Regions from separate parts of the Gossypium hirsutum genome. Here region 1 is linked to region 2. The links are chromatin contacts, called in public Hi-C maps. All regions are on one chromosome and are shown on one strand. The core of a region is the stretch at or near the end of the contact, and the rest is flanking DNA. Distances in the headings are between cores, read along the strand shown.

Evidence for each region. A called contact is a pair of places that touch in the nucleus more often than the background predicts.
Region 1: a contact with region 2 is called in a Hi-C map of leaf, with 2.1 times the contacts expected there. The contact joins the enhancer-like site here to the promoter of LOC107888472 in region 2. A contact is called at or near these places in 2 of 34 Hi-C or Micro-C datasets (both in leaf).

Annotation. Positions count from the first base shown.
Region 1 is chrA09:2,221,355-2,226,793 of Gossypium_hirsutum_v2.1, reverse strand. It overlaps LOC121206911 (small nucleolar RNA R71), which reads left to right and starts at 240; the gene lies at 240-346. Within about 2 kb of position 4,188, at least 5 of the 9 cell types and tissues checked have an H3K27ac peak or open chromatin away from gene starts, as enhancers often do. A contact at or near this core is called in leaf, where this site is marked.
Region 2 is chrA09:1,773,483-1,779,208 of Gossypium_hirsutum_v2.1, reverse strand. It overlaps LOC107888472, which reads left to right and starts at 4,044. Exons shown (of 8, transcript XM_041077599.1): 1 at 4,044-4,332. The coding sequence starts at 4,258.

The sequences.
Region 1 (5,439 bases), core at 2,939-5,438, 450 kb before region 2:
CTCGAGGATCTATTAGTATTTATCTTTCCCGTTGATTACATTCATAATCAGGGGGTCTAGGTTTATATGTGAACCTGTCCACTGGCCACATATATGGATTCATCACCATATTCTCTATCAGTTGGCAACCCTCAGCATAAGTTTTGGACATGAATGCCCTTGTAGATGCTCTGTCTAAGCTCGAGCTCATATTTTCATCCAATCCATTATAGAAAGTCTGCAATTGTAGCCAATTTTGAAGACCATGGTAAAGGCACTTATGCAACAATAGCTTAAAACGTTCTCATGCCTCGTATAGTGTTTCCTCTTCAAGTTGTTAAAAGTTTGTAATATCCATTCTCATCTTCATCACCTGGCTTGGTGGAAAATATTTCACCAAAAATCAATTAACAAGTTCCTATCAAGTTGATATTGACTCTACAACCTATGAATCTAACCATATAAAAGCTCCATCACATAATGAAAAGGGGAAAAGCCAAAGACAAATAACATCATCGGGTACCTATTATATTTAAATGTGTCACAAAGGGTTAGAAATTACTTAAAGTGCTGGTTTGGGTATTCATTCATCGATCTTCGATATTGTAAATTGGTCTGGATCATCTGAATCATGGTCGGTTTAATCTCAAAATTATCAGCGTTGATCGTCAGCCTATTGATACTACCTTGCACAACATCCAAGTTGGGCATAACATAGTCCTATAATGTATGGTTGCGTTCTTCCATCTGCCTTCTAATTGCGGAATTTGCTCTTCTAGTAGTGGAATATGATTTTGTTGCTCCCAAACAGTGGATTTTCCTGTAGTGGATCAATGTGTAGTGGCTCTTCCCTCGGAATTATTCTCTTTCTAGTGTTGTGTGGTGTTCTTTCAGGTTCAAGATCGGGCAGAATCATCTCGTTCCTACTTTGAGTCATACAATGCACAACCAAGACCTACTTATCTTACTAAGCATGCACTGACTAAGCATGCACTGACTACTACTAAATCAATTTTAAGCACCAAAACCTCATTGACAACGACGTTGATAACTTGACCACGCTGATGCGTATGCACCGAAGCTATGTAAATAATTCAAATAACATATATGGAATTGCATTTTACTACAAGTATATAGGTCAAATTGTAATATAGTTTTAGATTTACAGCAAAATACGAAAGTATTCCGAGGATCGTACTGAAAGGAGGTATGAATAAATTTGAATTAAACAGTAACAACGAACATGCAAAGTTAAGTCTAACTAGCTACTTCCCTAATTATTATAGTATGACTAAACATAAATTGAGAGTGTAAAACTAACTACTACTTGAATGGATCTAATTGAAAAAATAGTAAAAATGGAAAAAAAAATTTATTAAGAATGACAAACAGGAGTTGACAAATTCAATGTTTGTAATTAATCTAGACTTAGTGATTTTTATTGATTATTTCTTAATTAGTTCAATTAATACCTTTCAGCCTATAATCTTACCAATCTTGCAATTTAGTCTACTTATATTTCGACCTAATGGATCGAAAAGGGACAATTGAATTGGTTTCGAGTAAAATCTCTTTTCGGTCTCATTTCCCTAAATTTCTACCTAGAGTCATCAATTCTAGTTTTTTAAGTTGATCCAATTTAATCCAATGAATCTGTATAAACCCTAAGTTAGATTAACTATTCCCACATCAATTAACCAACTTCCCTAAGGTTTTAGTTACAACCCATTCTAATTATCCCAAACCCATTTATTTTTTAAAGCATTAATGAAGTTAATGATAAGAAAGAACATGGTTTAAATATGCTTAGTAATCCAAAGACTTCTAATTATGGAGATCGTGTTGAACAGCAACCAAAATTCTTTCAACAGAAATGTTCAATCACTCTTACGATTTATGAATCCGCAACAAACGAAGTATGAAAAGTAAATATGAAAAAAATAAAGAACAAAATTATAAAAACTTAATTTACCAGAGAACGAAAATTGAAATAACAAAGTTTTAAAGTAAATCCTACAAACTATCTACTAAGCTAATATGAATCGTAAAAAACCCTCCCTTAATTGTGTTTTTTAGTTCCCATTTATAGAACTAATGATCTTTGACCTAATTGGGATGACTCTGCCCTAAATTATGAGTATAAAGTTGATTATGCGGATAGAAACACCCTTGCAGATTTTAAATCAGTCGAGCCTCAATTTTGTGACATCACAGGTCCAATGTCATGACATTCCAAGCAGTTTGCTCGAGTATTTGAAGAGGGTCTTGGTTGTTGCTACTTTTCTTCTAAATGTCGCGACTTTGTTGCAACCTTGTGATTGACTTCCATCTTTGGCTATTGTCGTGGATGTCGCGACTTCATCTATCGAATGTTGCGACCTTAGCCACAGTCTACTGGCATTATTGATGTTGCTCGAAAATTCTTCTAAGTGTGTGTGCAACTTCAATGTTGCAACATTCTAGGCATCCCATAACTCCTTTGCTAATTGGTTCAAATTGTGTCTTGCACCACTATATCAACTTGTTAGAACTTCAGTAGGCTCGAGTTGGCCTAATTGGTAGATAAGCATCATAAAAAGGCTTGTTTTATTCAATTAAGTATAACATAAAATTTAGAAACTATGAAAATAGCATAAAAATGCTCAATTACAAGCTCCTTAAGTATAAAAAGAACCTAATTTACGATATTAAGTTATGGCAAATCAACTTCATAACTAAAATAATTCTTAATTAATAGACGAAGGGTTGTAACTTAGTTATATATGTTCAATCGGTTCTTCCACTAACTCAACACAAATTTGTTTGGATTGCTTATTAGAATCAATGTGATAAATGTATGAAAACAACGAAAGAGAAATAAATTTCATGAATTACTATCCACAGTTAATGAATTTTCTTGTAGGAAATAAAAGATAACTTATAAATGAATTTAATTTCTTTATATTTTCATTTAATTTTATTGTAATTAAATAATTGGGTTCAATATGAAAAATTAAATTAGTCATCGCCGTTTTATTAAACATGAAAACTAAATTATTTACTCATTGTTTGTAGTAGGATAAAGTCATCATGACTTTGATGGAATTGAAATTGAGCTGAAAAAATGAATTAATTGAATTAATTTTGATTAATAATATTTTGAGAATAAAAAATGTTTATTAGATTGGATAATTATATGAGTTTGTTTTAATTTAAATAAAATTGAACTAAATATATAATTATACCCAATACATAAAAGACCCATTAGGTCTTATACAATATTGGTTGGATGGCACACTAGGTGTGGGAACACAATGTTTGCCACCCACAACATAGAGTTCTAAGGAGACTCTGGGTTTTCTACTAAAATATCTTCTTCTTCTTTTTCTTCTTTTTTCTTTTCTTCTGTTTTAGTAGAACTATTATGATACTTCCTACAATGGGATAGCCAAAAATACACACCGTTCATACGTGGATACTTTGCCGAAATTTAAAAAAAAAATTATTTAGTCTAGAATAAATTATATTTTTTGGGATTACATGTGATTTAAATTTCAATTTTGGTTTCTTATAGAAAAAGTGAACTTTCCTTATTGGAAAGTTTTGGTTTTCATTCTATGTTCAGTTTTAGATAATAGCATACTTTCTTAGAAATTGATGGTTTGCAAATAGCAGTGAAGATCATTCACTGAAAGTTAGGATTCGTCAAAACTTCCTAGCTCGAAAATACAAATGCTAAATTTGATAAAATTTATTACCATAATTAATAAAACAAAATTTTGAATTTAAAAAAAAAATTTAATTTTTACAATGCAACAAAACACTTTTCATAAACCATTTTTTGGAAAAATTTCCAGTGTTAGTGACCTTCACTCCCATATGGACAAAGCGAAAGTTTTCAAAAAACCCAAATGCCACCTGCAAATCTTTTCACTTCCACTCTATTTGAGACATGACCGAATCAATTATTGTAGGACTGATACGTGTCTCCAAAAACGCAAAAATATCAATACCAAACTCTTTGTAGATTATGGGATTCATCTAATCAACACTTACAGTCAGCTGAAAAAAGAGCTTGCATGTTATCCTTTTGAGCTTCATTTTCATCAATGGCCACATCAGTGATTAGGATTGTAGTTTTCATCAATGGTTTGGTTCTAGTGATGTCTTAGCCTTCGTACCCGATTGAAGCTGTAACTACCCAACATCCTTTTGAGCCTGCCCCACTACAAACCGGACTATTCCTTTCCAAATTTTTTTAAGCCCACCACTCACAATACTTACCCTTCATTTTCACCCCATTTATTATAGACCCACTAGAGTTGTTGTAAGACTGGCTCAACTTTAACCCACTAGCACATTTAAATCCTCACTCAAATTTCGAAAAAATAGAAATAAAATTTAAATTTCGAGTTATTTGAGTCAACTCGAATAATTAATTTAAATTTTAAATTTGAGTTGAATTTTAGAATTTGAATAATTCAAATAATGTATTTGTGCAAATACCCTTTGATTCATGTCAATTTTGAAAACAAGCAAATTAGTCTCTCTCAACAAAAGTTACAAAAAAAATAAATAAATGATTTTCAAGAATTCAAAATAATTTTTAAAATTTAAAATATTTATAAAAATTCAAAAATTTATTTTTTCAAAAAAATTTAAAACTATATTAAGAAAGTTAAAATTTTTAAATTGTTCTAAAATAATAATTTTGGGAAACTAAATAAATAAATTAATGATTTAAGTTTATCATATTAAAGTATTATTATTATTTAAAATTTTTTTAAATATATATGATTTTAAATTTATATGCTCTAAAATGGAGTTAGTTATACATATGATAACAATATTTTAATTTGATATGTTTATTTTTTTTAATTTAACTCGAATAATTTCACCCGATTCGGAGCGACTTGAATTTCATTTCACTCAACTCAATTCGAAAAAAATTCAAATCGAGTTTGGATGATAAAATAGGATTCGTCAACTCGATTAACACAAAATTTTTTCATTCAATTCGATCGAAAACCTCACCGCTACTTCCAACTACTATAGGTTTATCATAAGTTTTCATTTTAAGTACTGAAATTTAAAAAATTGTAAATCAGACACTATCATTAACAACCATTTTAATTTTAGATACCCAGCTTTAATAACTTTATATTATGGTCACTTATTTTATATTTTTATAAATTAATTTTTCTTTTCCTTTTTTATTAGAATTGATTTTATTTTATTTTTTTCAGAAAATCTTGAGGTTTTGTAGGAAATAACTTAGGTTTTTATCGGAAGAAACTTGGGTTTTTATAAAAAAACTTAATTTTATCCTTTTAATTTCTTTTATCTTTTTATTTTTAAGAATTAATTTTAACTTTTTTCAGTAAAACAGAAAATTATGAGATTTTACAAGTAATTATATGGGTTTTTATCTGAAAAATCAATTTTTCATTTTAATAACTTTTATTTTTTTTTCGTTTTTAG
Region 2 (5,726 bases), core at 2,795-5,294:
TTCAATAACCCATCAACTCTTTTTCAAGAGTACCCATTAGGTAACTTAATCGAGGAACACACTCTCGAGTCACATATCGTATAACAAGATTACCAGTCCAAGCTAAATCCTTTATATAATGTATGCTCAGAAGAGTTCAATTAGGATTACCAGTCCAGGCTAAATCCTAATTGTAACATATTTTTGAAAGGTATTATATCAGGATTACTCGTCCAGGCTAAATCCTTTCTATAATGAGGTTAATAGGATTACTTGTCTGAGCTAAATCCCATCTGCAACAAATGCAAGACTTTATTCATTTCAAGAAAGCACATATACTCATCGGGAATTCAGTACACAAATGGAACTTAACCCTTTTTCCACCATTACAAGCACGTATTCAATTTTTCATTGTAGCAATCAAATAATTCAAATCCATATAAGTCACATTACATATAAACAAAAAATTCAATTAATCATATTTACATGTTCGATTAAGTTACACGAACTTACCTCGACACTTGTCGCTAGGGGTGTGCATAATTCGGGTAAAACCGAAAAAATTCGGTTAACCGACCGATTAACCGAATTCGGTCGGTTAACCGAATTTTTTCGGTCGGGGGTCGGTTAATTTTTTTATGATTTTTCGGTTAACGGTTAATTCGGTTCGAAACCGGTCGGTTAACCGAAAATTTTCGGTTAACCGAAAAAATTAATAAATAAAATTATCCAACCCAACCCAAACTCAATTATCCAACCCAATAAAACTAAAACTAAAGTTTACCCAATTACCCAATCCAATAAAACTAAAACTAAAAGACAACCCAATTTACTAAAGTCTAAAACCCAATTTACTTTAATAATTTATAAATTTTTTAAATTTTAAAAATAAAAAATAAAAAAATTCGGGTATTTTTCGGTAATTCGGTTAATTCGGTTAATTCGGGTAATTCGGGTAATTCAGGTAATTTGGGTAATTTTTAACCAAAAATAAAAAATACATAATTTTCGGTTAATTCGGTTAACCGACCTTATTAACCGAAAAAATTTCGGTTCGGTTAAATTTTTTTAAAAAAAATCGGTTCGGTTAACGGTTAAAATTTTTGGAAGGTCGGTTAATTCGGTTATAGTAATTTCGGGTCGATTAACCGGTCGGTTAACCGAATGAACACCCCTACTTGTCGCGTGTAAAATCTACTAATCTGAAACCTTTTATTTTCCTCGATCTAAATGTTTGGATCTATATAAATAACTTTAATCATCAATTTCATACATTTCATATTCATTTGGACTCAATTTACATCTTAAGAAAAATTACCATTTTACGCTTAATATTTCCATAAATTCTAATTTCGTCCCTAGGCTCAGAAAATAAAATTTATGCAATTTAATCCCTATTCCAAGCCTAACCGAAATTTCAAAGTTACAGCACATATTTTCTATAAATTTCAGAATTTTTCATCAATTTTAACAACTTTACATTTTAGTCCTTAAACCATGTTTTCATCAAAAATCACTTTGTAAAAGTTGTTTATCTATCAGCAACCTTTCATTTTCTACCATAAATTTCTAATTTTCAGCATATAAATCCATGACCCAAATTTCATACTTTGATAACTTTTCAAATTGATCCCCCAAATAGAAATATTAAGCTATCCCGATTTCAAAAATATCAAAATTTCTAAAAACAGGACAAGGAAACTTACCCAATTAAGCCATGAAAGTTTCTTCTCTCTCTCCTAGGGTTTACATGTGTTTTAGCTTGAAGATGATATAAAAATAAGATGATATCTTTTATCATCTTTTTAATTAATTAAATATTTTCAAATTTCAATTTAGTTCTTGTCCTTTTTCTAAATTTCCATGGATAAGTCACCAAAATATCTACATACTTTTCTTTAATGGTATAATTACCATATAAGTACCTCAAATTTTGAATTTCATAGCTATTTAATCCTTATAATTACTAGAATTCAACTTTTGCATTTTATGCGATTTAGTCCTTCTCGCGATTAAGCACATAATCAATAAAATTTTCTTATCAGACTTTTCACATGACACTTCTAACATAACATGGACCATATAATAAAATAAAAATAAATTTTATTTTTGGATCGGATTTGTTGTCCCGAAACCACTGTTTCGATTTCACTGAAAAATGAGTTGTTACAGTACAAATGACTTGCTATATTATGAATGATGTGCCAACTAAGATAGCATTGAAAACTCCATACGAATTATGGCATGACAAGAAGCCAAGTCTAAACCATTTGAGGATTTAGGGATGCCTGACCCACATATTGGATAAAGATGCGAGGAAGTTAGACTTACAGACAAAATGTGCATGTCTATAGGATATTCAAAGGGAACAAAGGGTGGTTTGTTTTATAACTCGAAATAGCAAACTGTTATAGTATTAACTTATGCTACTTTCCTTGAAGAAAGCTACATAAATGAATTTAAACCTCAAAGTAAAGAGGTACTCAAGGAACTTTTAGGAAATATATAAAACTCTACTGAAACGATTTCAGAACCAAATCCTAATAGTAGACCAATAAACGATTAGCAGCATAAGGTGCTTCAGTGCAGTGGAAGGGTCTTTTGTAGGCTTGAGTTCTTCTAATCAGGCAGAAGTGTTTTTACACTGAGTTTACAAAATAGGAAGATGATGACCCACTCACGTATGATGAAGTGATGAAGTGATGAAGTGATGAAGAGTCTTGATTCCAAGCTCAGGGAAATAACTATGAAAGTTGAAATGAATTCTATGGACTCTAACCCAGTGTGAGAACTTGTAGACTTACCGGAAGGGATAAAACCATTAGAGTGTAAATAGATCTACAAGAAGAAAAAAATACGAATGAAAAAGTGAAAACTTATAAGGCAAGACTTGTAGGAAAATGTTATACTCGGAAAGAATGTATCGAACATGAAGAAACATTCTCTCCGGTTGCCATGCTCAAGTCAACCTACATATTTTTATCCATTACAATGACACTCGATTACAAGATCTAGCAAATGGATGTTAAGACAACGTTTTTGAATGGCTATCTTGAAGAGAGCATCTATATGATGCAACCCACCAGATATATAACTAAAGGAAATGAGTATAAAGTTTGCAAACTGCTTAGATCCATATATGGACTTAAGCAAACATCCCGCTCATGGAATCAAAGATTTTATCAAGTGATTAAGACTTTTGGATTTGAGCAAAATGTAGATGAACTTTGTGTTTATAAACGTTTAGGGGATGGAAAGACGATCTTTCTCGTTCTATATGTCGATGACATTCTACTCATTGGGAATGATGTAGGGACATTATTATTGGTTAAACTATGCTATCCAATTTAGTCCCCCCGAACATATGAGACATGTGCAAGAATTTCATCTCTTGAAAGGAGTGCTCAATAACTCGCGGTGCACTCACACTTAAATTGTGTATCTACGTCCCAATAATCTGATTTTCGGTATGATTATATAAACATAAAAAATTTATAAAATTAATAATGTTAACAACTTAATAATTATATTAATTAAAATTAAAAAATTTAATAATATTTTTTACCATTAACCTTGGACGCCAAAAATGTGTTTGTCATTCAAACGAATAAGAGGCATTAACATTTTTAAAATTATAAAAATTAAAGAAATTATGAAATATAAAATTAAGACAACAATAATTTGAGAGAAATTGAATGAACAATTGAGAATAAGATAGTTGAGAGAATAGATTAATAGGATTAAGAGATTGAGAGAATATGATTTGAATGCAAAAGAATGAAAATAAGTTGAGTATATATAGCAAATAAACTATTCTCATCCATATTATATTTTTAATTATTTAAATTTAATTTATAAAAATTCTAATTAAATTAAAAATATTATTATATATTTATATTTTTCGTATTTTAATACAGAAAAAACAAAACAATGAATTGGCTTGACAAGGTAACGTCAAACTGATGTGCTTTTGGAATTATTTATTAAAGAAGGTTAAGTGGCTTTTGAAAATGAACTGACCAATTTGGACTAAGATGGCTAATAAATTTAATCATTATATTTTATTATATTTATTTTTAACTGTAGGAAGTATGACCGGTCTATTTAGGAGTGAAGAAGAAGGAAACTGGGAAGAAATTTGATTTCTAACTGAAGCACTCTACTTTTTTCTCTCTCTCTCTCTCTCTCTCTCTCTTTTGAAAATTTAATTCTAACAGAAGCAATTTTTTGCTTTTTATTTTTCTATTTTCCATTGGATTGAAGGAGGGGGAGGAGGTGATGGAGAATTCAGTTGCTGAACATCAACGCAGGGAAGCATCTTCTTCTTCATCAGATCCTTCAAATCATGCTCAGGTATTTTACTTATTACTATTGTTGTTATTATAGATTGCTAACTGGTGATTTTTTTCACCAATCCGGTTACCAGCCATTTTTTTTAATATTTGTAATTGACTGGAATCAAGCTTCGTTTGATCTAGTTTTGGTGAAATTTTACTGGATTTAGCTTACAACTTGTTTTGTTTCCTTGTTCAATTGATTTTTTATTTCATAATATTATAAAATAGATGAGATGAACCAAAAAAACAAAATTTTGATCTATTTAATTTTTGTTCATGTGCGCCATTCTTAGATTAGGCTTGATGCGGAGGAGCTTATTTGAATATTACTGATATTTTGTCCCACTTTCCGTTTATTTATAATTGGTGTTGTGAGTAGTAAATAACAAATTTATGGGATTTTGGTTTTAAATGAGTAGTTGGAGGATGATTTGTTGTATGAAGCTCTATTAGAATTTCTATTTCCTTGTGCTTGGAATACCTACAAAACCCAATCTATTAGAATTTCCCAAAATTTGAGTAAAGTTGTGCTTGGAAACCTTTCCACTGCTTTGTTGATATGACCAACTCTGAATTTCTTCATGTCGCCGGAAGCACTGTTTATCGTTTTCGAATAATAAATTAACGGGAAAAGTGCCCAACCCTCATATTGATTGTAAAAATTGTACTTTATGATTTCCAAATACAATGAATGTGATCTAGGTTTATTTTTGCACTTTATTTACCAATTGTTCTATCAATAACTAGCCATAGATTTAAATGTTTGCTGGAACTAGATGTTAGGCAGGGATTTAAATAGCGGACCGATATCGGAATAGCGGCCGTTATATAGCGGTAGTGGCGCCGTCCGAAACCGCTATTGCTAAAAATAGCGGTATGAAGCGGAGTCACACCAATAGCGGTGGATCGCGGCCGCAATTTAACGGGTAACGGCCAATTGCGGGAATAACGGGCCGCTATTCCCGTTATTTTCCGTTACAGTGGTTAAAGCAGCATCAGATTGAAGGATGAGATGAAGGTTGGGGATTCCGTTCAGGTACAATAGAGAAAAGAATTAGCTTAGGTTCACAGCCCACCCCTTCTTTTGAGCAAGAGTGAGTAGTAGCTAAGATCTTGAGGTTTTCAGCGTGCTTGCTGTCCATGGTTGGGTCGATTCTGCGGGGGCCAGTGGAATTGTACAACCGGCGCGAAACAGCTGGGCAATGGGATATGCCGATTGTATGACCACCTGAAAAACAAATGAGAGACTTTGAACATCCGAGAAGCCTGAGAACATTTCCCCAAAGGAAAAGTGAAGCAAGGATGAACATGATGAGCCATGAAGCGACAGTGATGAAGTTGAACTGATATACTTGTAGGCTGAAGCAATATCCATGTTGCTGTTGAAACCAGAACAACTGTTGCACACTT